Regions from separate parts of the Mus musculus genome. Here region 2 is linked to region 1. Evidence: chromatin contacts called from public targeted proximity ligation data. All regions are on one chromosome and are shown on one strand. The core of a region is the stretch at or near the end of the contact, and the rest is flanking DNA. Distances in the headings are between cores, read along the strand shown.

Region 1 (6,760 bases), core at 1,181-3,680:
TGGCGGGTTTGAATGTTATAGCCACACCAAATACATTCTCAGAAATCCACTCTTCTGAAAGTTATACCAGCCAAGACCTCAGTGTAACTCTTGCTCCCAATACACAAAGTGGCTTACAGGGGGGAGAACAAAACTCTTTTTAAAAAGAAAAATACAATGTAGACTCTTTCCAGAAGATTAGAAAGCATACTTTTCTTTCCTAAATGGGTACTTCTTGGAACATTTGGCTCCAGTTTAGGGTTCTCAGCACTGTGTTGCACATGTGAGAGATATAACCCCAAGAAAGCTGCAGGTGGCCACTGGCATCCCCATACCCTGCCCCAAATGGCCTCTGCCTGGAAAAATAGTCCAACTTCAGCTGCCCTTGGTACTTTGTCTTCGTAGGTTCTGAAGTATCATCTCAGATTTGATGATATTAGAGATGGCATTGACCACGACGAAGCTAGCGGTACTGATGTGTCAGCTAGCAGCTATTTAACATTCATTCTGAGCCAGGCATCATAAGCACGCTGTCTCTACTCTACTCAGTCCTCCTAACAGTCAGAAGAGGGAAAAACTAGGGTTCGGATACTAGTTATTCCCACTGACACAAAAGCCGGTACACAGTTGCAACCCTGGCAATCAGAAAGTTGAAGCAGGTCAAGTGCTCGGAGTTCAAGGCCAGTTTGTGAAACAAAGTGAGAGACCTTGGAGAGACAGAAAGAAGGGGAGGAGGGAGGAGACCAAACATGAGAAAAATATAAAATGTGTATGCCCAATGGGATATACTTAGTTTGCAGCAAAACTTTGTAAGGAAATTTGAATGTAGCCTGGCTCTTGGTTTTCCTAACACTGTTTTGCTTGGGTGGTTGCTTCTGTTTTGTTTCCTTGTTGCAAGGTCTCTGTATGCAGCCTAGACTGGCATCCAGCTTGTGATTGTCTTGTCTCAGCCTCCTGAGGGCTGGGATGATGGGTAAGTCCACCACTTCTGGCTAAGGACTTTAATCCTCCACCCTTGGGTTATACCAACCCCGAAGCTCCTTGCAAGAGCGTCTCCAGGCTTGCATTAGGTCCCAGACAGTCACTTCAGATCAGTCTCACCCCTCCTGAATCCCTAACAGCTTCCTGCCCTTGTTCCTTGTTTCCTGGCTTTTTTTCTTTCTCATGACAGGGACAAAGAGAGGAGAAGCGGGGAAGGCAATGATGACAGCCATCAAAACTTCCTATGCCCCTACGGCCCCACTGCAGCCAGGACAGCCTGATGAGGGGAAAGGCTCCGATAGGAAGACTGAATTATGATATAGTTACCCTTTAGCATTTGTATACAGTCCACATTAATAATTAAACTAATTGGACAGATGAAATAGTGAAGGAAGTGAAAGGTCTTGCTCACAACTGCACAGGGAAACTCCACTGGCCCTCTGTGGTCCTTACCGCTCACTATTCAAGGATGGTGATTCCTAGTGACTCCAGCTTCACTCACTAGCAGCCCAAAGATGAATTACTGTGGGCCAGCGTCCCACATGCAAAAACAAACAAACAAGAACAAGAAAAAAACACCAACCCTGGAAGTCCTCCAGAGCGCTGCCCTTCCACATTATCTTTTAGCCAGGCAGTCTAGATTTCCCAGGTCAAGGCAAAAATGCCCCCTTGAATACTTGTCAGCAGTTTTCAGTGGAGGAAACGCCGCCGCTTGAGTCTACCGAGAACTTTATGAGTAGTCAACTCACAGAGATGTGGCGTGTGCAGCTCTGTTTATAAATTGGAAATCCCTGTGTTCTTCACTTTTCTAGAGTGCTAGAAATCTTTAAACGTCAGCTACAGCTCATTCCCTTTCGCTTATTTAAAGGAGGAATTTTTTTAAAATCATTTTTTCCACTTCATGGTTGGCTCCTTTTGGACCAAGGTATAAAAATAGCGCTGCCATCCAAAGCCAAGATGTTTTTTGGAAAGAGGGGGTTGAAAGAGCCCTAACCCTGGACCACGGACCGATCTGCTTCAAAGCAGGGCTGATTTTCAGCCACTTAGCTTCTTTCCGCTGTCTCCCGACTGGAAGGAAGGCGCAATTTGTTAAGCCAAGTTCGGGCGCGCGACCCCGCGCTCCGGGTCGGGCCACCTGTCTCAGAACAGCGAGGGCGGCGGGAGCCACGCCGGGTTGGGGAGGTGGCGCAAGACGCTGGTCCGGACAGCAGCGCGGGTGACAAGAGGACGAGAATGAGTCGCCACGGGGACCGGCGCGCCCCGCCGCGGACTGGCCAGGAACCGCGCCGTCTTACCTGTTGATCTTGAGCGCGAAGGCGCGGCGCTCGGCGCTCGGCAGCGTGGCCATGGCGCGCGCGCGCGGTTCCACGGCTTCGGGGCTCGCGGGGCTGCGGGGGGACGGGACCCGAACGCACAGCCGCTGCAGAGCCCGGCGCGCCCGGCGCCAGCCTCATCTGTCAGCCGCGCCGCGGAAACTTCCGCATTTCCACCTTGGCCGCGCAGCTCCCGGGGGGAGGGCTCTGCTCCCTCCGCCGCCCGCGGCGCCGCCCGGCCTGGCACGCACCGAGCGCTTGGCGAGGGCGTGGACGCCGCGCCGAGCCGCGCTCCGGATACTCAGAGTCGCCGGCCGCAGGCGCGCGTTTCCCCCGCCGCTGACCCGGGACCGACGGGCACGGTGGCTGCGGAGCGCGGACCGCGAGAGCTGGCCGGAAACGCCGGCGGCCGGAGCCGGAGGGCGACTGGGGCAGTGAGCGCTGGATCCAGAAGCAGCCAGCGGGGTCTGGAGGGGCCACCCGGTGGATTGACGCCATTCCTGGGAACATTTCTTTTTAAGGCAGCCTCTTAGGACATCAGTCGACTTTTTCCCAGCCGAAGGCGCACTGTCATTCATGGGACACTTTATTATAATGGCTGCATCCCACGAGTAAATATTAGGAGCTATATGACTTTTCATTTTAGAACCTGAGGGAATACACAGCATTGAGATTGACCGGTATCTCAACAGAGTTCTGTTTTACATGGAGAAACCTGACCAGACCACAAAGGAGAAATCTGGAGAAATAAAAATAAAAATAATCCCCAAAGGATGAGCGTGGAAAAGACTGTGCCTATTTCAAGTAATATATTTGGTCCAAGTTGTGTTGTATGAACTCCGTGTGTTTCCACTTGTCAACTTGCCTTCGGAAACACGAAAGGGCTATATTTTTGGCTCAAAGCTGCAGAGTCTAGATATGGAAGCCACAAGCCACATGTGGCCGTTGGCCACTTGAATTTTTGGTTAGTCTAAAGTGAGATGGGTTGGAAAATAAATACACACTGGGTTTCCAAGACAGTACAGAAAAAAAATAAGGCAAAATGTCTTAATTTTTGTATTGATTGCATGTTAAAAACAATCCTTTGGAAGCTGTTAAGTTAAGAAACATATTATTAAAGATAATTTCACCTGTTTGTTTTTCCCTGTATTAAAATGTGGCTCCCATTAAGAAGATGTAAAAATTACTTCCTTAGCTCACATTTGCTGGCACATTGAGTTCTTACTGAACAACACTGGTCCACTACAACTTAATTTGTAACCTAATACTAAAATACTGGCCGACCATATGCTATTTATTCTTGGCAGCCTTCTTCCTCTGCTTCTGGGTAGGTAGTTGAGCAAACCTTCAGAGCTGGTTAGGTAACTCTCCCCCTCCCTCATACCAATGCCTTTAAACATAAAAGACAATGTGTACAACATAACAATACAGAGACTCTAAGTACAGACCGACAGAAAACACGACTTTAATAAACGAGGCCAACTATTCCTTGTAATCCAAACCTGTAATCTCCACTACTCAGAAAGCTGAGGCAAGAAAGAGGATCACAAATTCAAGGTCTGCCTGTGCTACAAAGCAACTGCAAGGCCTAACATTCTCAAGGGCCTGGATTCATTCCCAGGGTCAATTTTCTAGAAGGCTTAAAAATATATATCTGTTGTTTCTAACTTCCAAAGGTCTCCTAAAGATATTTACTACAATGGGATTTATGGGGAAATACTTGGATAGAAAAATATTAAAAGAATAATTGTGTGTGTGTGTGTATCTTCATTCTGTGAACAATAAGTAACCCATTGAAACATTTTTACCAGAGCCTTTAGTCCACGTACAGGTGGGCTTGTCTTGGGTTTCTAAATGTTCATGGCATGCACTTTCATACAAATCAAAAATATACTTGGTTCCACATAAACCCAAGTAAAATGTAATGAGGTTATCTTAAATGGCTCAGATATTTCCATTAGGGAAACTTTTTTGAGCCGGTCAGGAGTATATCATGGCACCTCACACCTTGCCTCACATTATACTATATTCAATGTATAATATCTGACTGTGGAGCTGAGCTTAATCTAATTACCGTTATCCATGTTGTCATTTTATGCTTAGAAATACCTTCACATTCCCTTAACAGTCACTGAGATCATCAAGAATGTTATCTATGGAGCTAGCCATAGCTTTATCTGCTCTCTAACGAATTCACGGTTCACCAGCAAACCTCAGGAGTGGCCATCCTAACGTCTCCTCTCTGCATGTTCACTGTCTCTGCAGTTCCCTATACTCGAGCTTCTCTCTTTATTCCTCCAGGCAGAGCTAACTGCAAGGCTTCCCTTCCTCATTTGCTGGCCTCTCTGGCCCTTCCTCCTTCTCTTTAGCCTTGTGTCATTCAACTTTGTTTCCCTTTTCACAAAACCTTGCTCTTGACTTCTGCAACCAGCCATCCCTGCATCAATTATCTTAACTTCTCATTTAGGTTTCCCCAAACTTTATTTTTCTGTAAATTGCGTCTCTCTTGTATTATTTAACACACAACTAAATGACACCCGAACTGGGCACTGTTTCGAGCCCCTTTACAATTAACCAGTTACCTAATTCATAATAACCACTAAGTAATGCCATTGTCTCTACCCTACAACAGAGGAAACCGAGGAGCTGATGGATTACAATGACTTGGCCCAGATCACAGAGCAGTGAGTGCAGGGCCATTTCCTATCCCAAAGCTCTGCCTGTCACCTAGACACTTCCGTTTAAACATCTTCTAGCTCCATAGAGCTAATGGCTCTCCCTCTTACGATCACTCACAGCTGTTGTTGGCAATGCCTCCCTATTCCTCGGATTTAAACTTTGGACTTACTGAGTAAGTTAAAAGCCTCAAGTCCCGGCTATGGCTTCTGCTTTGAGTTGACTATGATCCCAATGACCACCACCTTTGAATCAGAATCCTTCACCTTGGATGACCTTCACCTACATGCTGCTGTCTGGACTAAAGAAAGTGTCAGCTGTAGCTTCCCCCTCACCTTTACCTTTCAGCTCTAACCACCTTCCGGGGGCGGTCACACATTCTGTATAAAGTATCACTTCTTCATAAACATACCAGTGTTCGTACGGATTCCATCCTGGCTCATGGGTTCATGTCAGGATAACAAAAACCACTCCCTGCTCCACGCCTTGCTTATTCTGGTCTAATTGGTCTCTGCCACTGGCCTACATCCCTGCCAACTACCCTTCGTAGTTTCTCGGCAGCCTCCATGATCAAGTGAATCCTCCCCTCAGTGACTGACAGGCCTGCCTCAGTCAAAGCAGGGCAGAGCCACAACTCATCACCGAGAAGACAGTGGTCTTTCTTCTGGGGCCTTCCTATCTGTTATTCCTCCTGCTCTCTTCAGCCTACATTACCACCAGTTCTCTCCATCCTTCAGGGATTGAGGCAAGTTTTTATGTCCCACGCAAGGGAGAACTTCTCTCAGTTTGTCAGCGCTCTTTCTTGGTTTGGAAGCGTATCTCACTGTCAGTAAACACATCCTAATAGAATTCAGGCTGCACCAGGGTCGGTCTACATTGAGAACCGAGGCCGTTGGCACATCTCCTCCCTTCTTGCAAAAACTATCTCTACAGCTTCCCAAGATTCTCTCAGATTGTATTCAAATGTCATCTTCCGGGATACTGCCTGACTCCTTTTCCATAGCCCTTATCCTGATATACTAGATTTGTATGTTGAAAGGTTAAATAAGTTTTAATAAAGTATAATGAGAGGACAGTATACTCTTCATGGCACAAGGCAAGCAGACAATGAGAGAACACCATGTTGACTATTTTTTGCTTACTTTAAATGTATTACTCTTTATGCTGATAGTACATAAGATCCACAGAACTTTTTTCTTCTTCTTCTTCTTCTTTTTTTTTTTTTTTTTTTTTGGTTTGGTTCATGTTTATTGTTCCAGTGCCCAGAACAGAGCCTCACACATAGCTGGTACTCAAATAAGTGGAGGCACACACTCACTAACTATTAAAATAAACCCGAGTAGAAGTGGCCAAGTTCCCCCCATGTCTTTCAGAAGGAAGCGAGATCAGTATGTGTTATTCTCTTGAGTGTTTTAATTTGCCTTTAGATGAATGTTTTCCAGCTCTGTTCTGTATTTATTTCAAACCAGCACATAATATATTTTAGTATCTTCACTATAAGATTTGGATTGTAGCTTTCTTTCTCTGCCTTTCTCTCTGCCTCTACTACCTTCTTAACTCCTCCCCCCATGCCCTGAATAAACTCTATTCTATTAAAAAAAAAAATGGATTGTATCCAAATGTATCTGCATTCAGTGGGAATAGTCACATTTCTCTATTCTGTAACTAAAGGGACTTTGGATGGATTCATTAAGAAACTCCTTCCTTATCCACACACTTTCCAACTATTCTCCAAACCCTCTCCAAGTGGTCGCCATAGATCAAGTCCTGTGCTGGTGACAGCAGGATCAACACAATTAACAATGCGGTTC
Region 2 (6,760 bases), core at 1,682-4,181, 440 kb before region 1:
CGTGCAGCAACTGTCTACATCATCTTTACTACTTCCGAAGTTGATAGCAGCAGAATTCTTATTCTGTTACCTCTACCTGTGTCTATAAGGCTATTTCTCAAGCTTGACAAACGATACTGTGTGTGTTCCCCCTTTGCAGTGAGGCAAGAAGTAGACATCTCCGCATTTTGAAGACATCCAGCATATAGTGTTTACCAGAGCAAGCCAGACAGTTAAAAGAGCCTTAAGCAAAGGGAATTCTTTTGACTTTGTTAGTAAGTGGCAAATTCCTTTAACTTTGTTATTAAATCTTCTATGCCAGCTTCTTTTTTGACCCCCACTGCAACAGTCAGGCATACTGGCATGGCCCCAAACCTTTCAAGACAGGTTAGGCTGCTGTTGGCTATTACAGGATAAGGGGGATGCCTGTCTGTCTCCTCCTAGAGACGGAGCCAGCCTTACTAATTAGGAGCACCTCAAGGAAGTTTCATGGGCAAGAATGCAGAACCCATTTTGGACCTTTTCCCTATTATAGGCCCCAGGAAGTAGCAATGGCTTGCAGTAAGAATGATCCTTAGCCAAGAGCTGAGGGGACCCAGCTGTGACTTGCTCCCCTATGATTCTGTCACAGATGCTGTGGTGGTCTGACTACCCTAAGCTTAATGCTGTCGACTCCTCGATGAGAATGTGATAGAGAAGTCTAGTTTTACCCTCCGTGTTCTCCACCTCAGGGCACCCTCTGAACTGGCTCCTGAGACTCTATGGTTAGGTGCTTCTCTCAGCTTGTGTTACCACAACAGTGTCTAAGTGGCTGCCTTCCCAATCTTCCATTCACATTCAGGCACAGCTCGCCTCAGGCTGGGTTTTCTGACGATAATAAATAAGCACGGTGTGCCTGGATCTTATGGCAGACCTTCATGGACAAGACGCTGCCAGAGCCAGTCAGTCTCTTGGTGGGTCAGATGTGATGTCTCCACCCTTCCCCACAGGTATCTTAGTGGGTTAAGGGAAGTCTCTCTGTCTCTCTCTCTGTGTCTCTCTTCAAGACAGGGTTTCTCTGTGTAGCCCTGGCTGTTCTGGAACTCACTCTATAGACCAGACTGGCCTTGAACTCAGAGATATGCCTGTCTCTGCTTCCTGAGTGCTGGGATTGAAGACGTGCACCACCACTGCCTGGTCAGAAGTATGTCTCTTGAGCTACCTGGCATCCTGTAGAAGTAACAGTAGGGGATGAACTCGTTAATAGATTTGTTTCATTGTATGCCTAACCGGTCCTTTAGAAGGTCCTTCTCTGTAGTGGTAAACACTTTGGCATAAGACCTACAGTTCCTTTCACTAAAGGTTTTGTTTCTCATTCTGGAAGGATCTGGGCTGGTCCTCTGACTTACTTGGGCCAGTACAATGTCATGGAAATGATGAGGTGCCCGATGAAACCCAAGCCTCCTAAATCGTGTCCCTCTGTCTCTTGCATGTTTGGATGGCCATGAGAACATGTGTAGGCTGGACACCGGGATCATGAGAATGAAATCAAGTCTTCTCTGATGCCCGACCTGAGCGGCCTACAGTGGTAAAAAGATATGAGACTGGCTAAGGTCAGGAGAGCCCCATCATGGACCCCACATGAGCAGAGAATGCTTACCGTGATATGCTACCCAGGCTTAGGGACCGTTCGTTGATTCTGGGGCACTAATATGGGCAAGGGTACTGGACCAGCTTGTCAAACAGTTATTAGGAACAACTCACTCTGCTAAAGCAGGTTCCTGTACACTGCTCATCTCTTGTGGGCTTTTAACTCTATAGAGATGCCTAATATCTTTGTAGAGACAGAGTAGGTAGGTACACATTAGGAGAAAAGGAATCAAGCAAATTGGAGCCAAAGCCCACAAACGTGACTCCTTGTATTTCCAAAGATTTGGATAATGCTCTTGCTATGCAGTTGGAGCAGGTCACTGATTGGACCAACATTCATCATGCTGGCATGGGACCAAGTTCTTCTCCACGAAGTGGTTAGTGAGTGCACAGATAGTTGAAAGGGTCGCTAATGAGCAAAGGCAGAGTTTTGCTTTCCTAATATTAATATGGGTTAGAAACAAAGATAAAACTATGACCGAGCACATCCCTGAGTCTAAGACCCTGTGCTCTGGTGACTGCAGGACTATTGTTCTCTTTAGTTGAAGTCCCTAAACTCTGGCACATCAAGATAAAGCTAATCTCTACCTTTAAAAACATTTTGCAGTCTAGACTCAGTCATTCACATCTGTAGTCCTAGCAGGCAATTATCCAGACTATCATGAGTCTGAAGCTAGCCTGCAATACATGGTGAATTCCAAGTGGTCATCCGGGTTACACAGCAAGACTATTTCTGAACAAAACCCACAACTAACCAACCAAAACCAAAAACCAAATCTAAATAGATAAAGCCAGCAAACTGAAACCAACAAAACCCATAAGGACCAGGATCAAGAGTTTGTGAGGCAGACTCTGAGCGTTGATTATGTGTCTGGCCTTATATCCTGACAGTGATTGAATGGCTCACACTTTATTGATGTTCCTTTGGTCATCAAGGTCATCCATCAGTCAGTCTCAGTGATTGTACTTCCTAGAGTGGAGTCTTAGGGATTAATTTATAGACAGGAAAGATATAACCACGTTGGCTCCAGTGTCATAGCGAAACACTGAATTCTTCTGCCTCTTTCTCATCTTAACTCAGTCTTTCACTCTAGAGCTGTGGCATGCTCTGTGTGCCTTCGGAACAATGGATACCCTCAGTTGGCTCCTAGTCCCAAAGGCTCCTGTGACTTTGCCTCACAGATGTGTCTGTCTCAGCTGCTGGCATGCATGTATGTCCAGGGTGGCCGCTGTCTTGGCTGTCGAAGGACCATTGTGCACTTCGGGCCAGCGACAGAATGAGAACAGGGGAGGTCTCAGAGGCAGCTGCTGAGAGAAGAGAGCAGCTGTGTGGTGCGCTGGGTCTTCCTTACTGGGATTCCCAGGCTCTAAAGGGGCATTCATCAGGGAGGGAGCCAAAGCACCAATGGACTCTGGGATGAGCAGCTGGGAGGGGGTGTGTGTCTAAGTGTCTGAGTGAATGTAGCCATTTTCTGTCTTTTTATAAGACTGCTATGATTTCAGTCAGGAGCACTGGCAAGTTCTGAAAGCCAGGTCTAGAGGAATGCAGGGTTTATAAACAAGGGATGTGTTGGCTGAGCCGCAGTAAAAGAAGGCTTCTCATAGGTAAAGGCATCTTTTCAGAAGTATCTTTCAATTGAGGAGCGCAAATTCTACAAAGAGCACTGTGTCTACTAAGACTTAGTTTCTGAGACATCCGCAGGTGACAAATATGGACCCTGAGGTGACCTCTCAGCCCCACTCCTTCCAGATAGACCCCTTCAGCTGAGGTAAGGGAAGGGCGACTTACAGTGAGGGTTGTAGTCACTGTGTGGCCTCTAGCTCAGCATTGGCAGTTGGGAACTATGTGGGAATGCTGATTCCTGGGCCATTGCTAGACTCTGTAAACGGAAACCTCAGGGACTAGCTCATGAATTCTCTGGGCACTAGAGCTATAGAAGTCTAAGATACAATCTGACTTCCAGGCTACACAGAAGTAGCCCAGGAGAGACTATGCCGGGGCCTAGCAAACACAGAAGTGGATGCTCACAGTCAGCTATTGGATGGATCACAGGGCCTCCAATGGAGGAGCTAGAGAAAGTACCCAAGGAGCCAAAGGGAATCTGCAACCCTATAGGTGGAACAACATTATGAACTAACCAGTACCCCTGAGCTCTTGACTCTAGCTGCATATGTATCAAAAGATGGCCTAGTCGGCCATCACTGGAAAGAGGCCCATTGGACTTGCAAACTTTATATGCCCCAGTACAGAGGAACACCAGGGCCAAAAAGTGGGAGTGGGGGGGTTAGGGGAGTGGCGGGGAGGGTATGGGGGACTTTTGGGATAGCTTTGGAAATGTAAATGAGGAAAATACCTAAAAAAAAAAAAAAAAGAAGAAGTAGCCCAGGAATACATTGCACACAGTAGGGACCTTTATTCCATGTAGAAAGGATGTGTGTCATTCCTGGCATAGAAAACAGTCACTTAAACTTTGGTGTTCTGTCTGCCAGGGAGTCCTCTGCTGGTTGGTTCTTTGTTGCCTACACCAACTAAGTGCCTTGGTCACATTTCAGGAACCAGCTTCAAGATGGCTCTGGAAATTTTAAATCACGCTATAGGTTTACGCTAGACTTTTAAAGCGTCCATCTGGAGTTGACACATTCCTGCACCAATGTTGCACTGGCAGAGAAAATTGCACTGGCAGAGAGAAAAGGCGAACGTCAGAATCAAATGGGAAGTACATCCAATTCTGTCCCACCTCCTAAAAGCACTGGACCATGGGAGAGCATCCTTGCTGGCTAGAATCCTAGGTCGTGTGTGGCCCTCGGCACTCCTGGCGAACAGAGCTGTGCACTAACATTACAGACACTCTGTAGGGGTCAAGAGCTTCAAGTTCACAGCCACCCACCAGCTCTTTGCATCTACTGACCTTTGGATCTAAGCCATCCATCCCTAGATCTTTGACCAGTCTTCTAACTAAAAAACACCCTGATACTAACATCCACACACAGAGTATACACTGCAGGTATCACACAGGAGGGAAGCGGCTATCTGCACGTGGGAAGCCCTGTAGCCCCCTCTGAGTCCCCTCCCCCCCATCTCTCAGGCAACTCTCTCCTGATTTTCCACGGCCTTAAATTATTCTTTCACACTCATCCATTCAGTTAGTATTCACCAGCCAGGCCCTGGAACCCCTCAGTCCTGGCAGATGGTGTTAGAAAGCCAAACCCAGAAGTGGGTCCTACTGGGCACACTGTCTGATGGGATTTTCCTCTTAAGTTACCGAAGCTCTCAAGGATTCAACTTGGTGGATACTGTCTTTAATTGCCTGCTTATTTACATACAGCCAGTATTTCCAAAGACATCTTTGCTGCTTGACACAGGAGGAGCAAGTGGCCCTCACAGAAAGGACTTGGTCTCCTGTGCTGTTAAAGCCACCTGGAGTAGCTCCTGTCCCTCCACCCCAGGGCTTTCCTCTCTGTTTAGCACCCAGCCTCATCCTTCCAGGTGGCTCAAGGACCCACACACTGGACCCTTCTGGGATGTGGAGTGGAAAGCACCTACTGGCTTGGTTTAACTTAGACATTGGCTGGCAGTGCCTCTTATACAGGTCCCATGATTTGAAAATGAGGAGCAGACTTCTCTTCCTCTTGCCTATCAAGTCCCCAAAGGACTTACAGGAGAGGCAGCGGGATGACTTATCGCCCAAAACTCCCCAAACGCCCTCTACACCAGACATTCTATACACGTGTTCAAAACTAGTACTTGCTTGGCCTTCTAGTTTCTGTGCTGCATCCTTGCCAAATTCAGAGTGGGTAGATCAGGATACCATCTGTGTCGATCATTAACTCTCAGCCCCAAGGGAACCGCTAGGGACTGCAGTGAGCTGGGGCCTGGGTAAGTCTGGGCCACTGTGGCCAAGGGCTCACCACATCCTTTTGTGGTAACATCTCCAATAAAATGCACTTTGGATATATTTTTATAACCTGCTGGCTTCTAAATTACAGCCATGCTGAATAAGAGTACGGTAAACATGTGACTAGTTATTTCCTTCTGCGGAGTGTAAAATGAACTTGTTTCTTGGGCCAGGACTTTGAAACACTGTGCTTTTGGTAAAACAAAACAAAACAAAACAGGAAAGTATCATTAACTCAAAGCCAAGGCAAAGGTTCATGGCCTTCCTGAATAGCCATGATCTAGCGCCATGAGGAAGTGGGGAAGGAAAGATTAGATGGAGAAAAAATACCAAGAGCAGCCTGCTTGCCTGCTCGGCCCGTCACATGCCTCGGGTCGACTAAGCGTGGAAAAATAGTGTGGTGTAAGTTGGGGTTCCTGGCCTTCTGTAAATGACTATCCCAGGAAGATCTGAAATGCCCTCGCCCATGGACAAGCAACGTAGAAACTAAGCATAGACGGGTTCCTGGCACAGCCAAGATACTCAGCGTTCCTGGTTATGACATAGCTCCGCCCACCTTGCCGAAACATCTGTGTAGAGTGGTAATTGGTAAGGCCTTCTCAGGGTGGACCTAACTTGCACTGACAAAGTACCCGGGATGCTTGCAGACCTCAGGCACCAGATGCCAAGGGGAGAGCCAGAATCTGTGTTCTCTATCAGCAACCCCAGTGAAATCCTTACCTGCTCTGTGCATGGAAAGCTTACACACAAAGATCTTTCTACATGTAGCAAGCAGGTCCCCTAGAAAAGAGGCACCAGGGTTTTAAAAAGGGCTGTGGTTAGCTGCTCATTATCTCCTTTAAGGAAAAACCAGCAGCTTTCCTTCTGTCTGTCTGCCATGCCCGCAATAGTAGTTTCAGTGTTCCAAAGCCAGGGATAAGACTTCTCTCAGAGCACTGGCATCTACAGGGAAGGGCTCAACGCATTTTTGTATTTGGGCACTTGTGTCAGCCGTGTGTTCCAGACAGATTTCTCCAGAAGCAAACTCCATCACCATGGTGATAGGTTTACCACGGGTACTGGCTGGTTTTGTGTGTCAGCTTGACCCAGGCTGGAGTTATCACAGAGAAAGGAGCTTCAGTTGGGGAAATGCCTCCATGAGATCCAGCTGAAGGCATTTTCTCAGTTGGTGATCAAGGGGGGAGGGTCCCTTGTGGGTGGTTGCCATCCCTGGGCTGGCAGTCTTGTGTTCTATAAGAGAGCAGGCTGAGCAAGCC

What was found.
Region 2: a targeted proximity ligation map of stem cell-derived neural progenitor cells shows a contact between it and region 1, with 16 read pairs. A contact is called at or near these places in 4 of 39 promoter capture datasets (the C10 cell line, cranial neural crest, hippocampal neurons and 1 more), 1 of 484 Hi-C or Micro-C datasets (embryonic stem cells), 6 of 130 datasets of targeted methods (embryonic limb bud, embryonic stem cells, forebrain and 2 more) and 1 of 9 other capture datasets (embryonic stem cells).

The regions. Positions count from the first base shown.
Region 1 is chr19:24,995,199-25,001,958 of GRCm38.p6, reverse strand. Dock8 (dedicator of cytokinesis 8) reads right to left here and starts at 2,430. Exons shown (of 48, transcript NM_028785.3): 1 at 2,256-2,430. The coding sequence starts at 2,308.
Region 2 is chr19:25,436,127-25,442,886 of GRCm38.p6, reverse strand. No RefSeq gene overlaps it. Among named protein-coding and RNA genes, the nearest start is that of Gm26207, 15 kb to the left of the region's middle.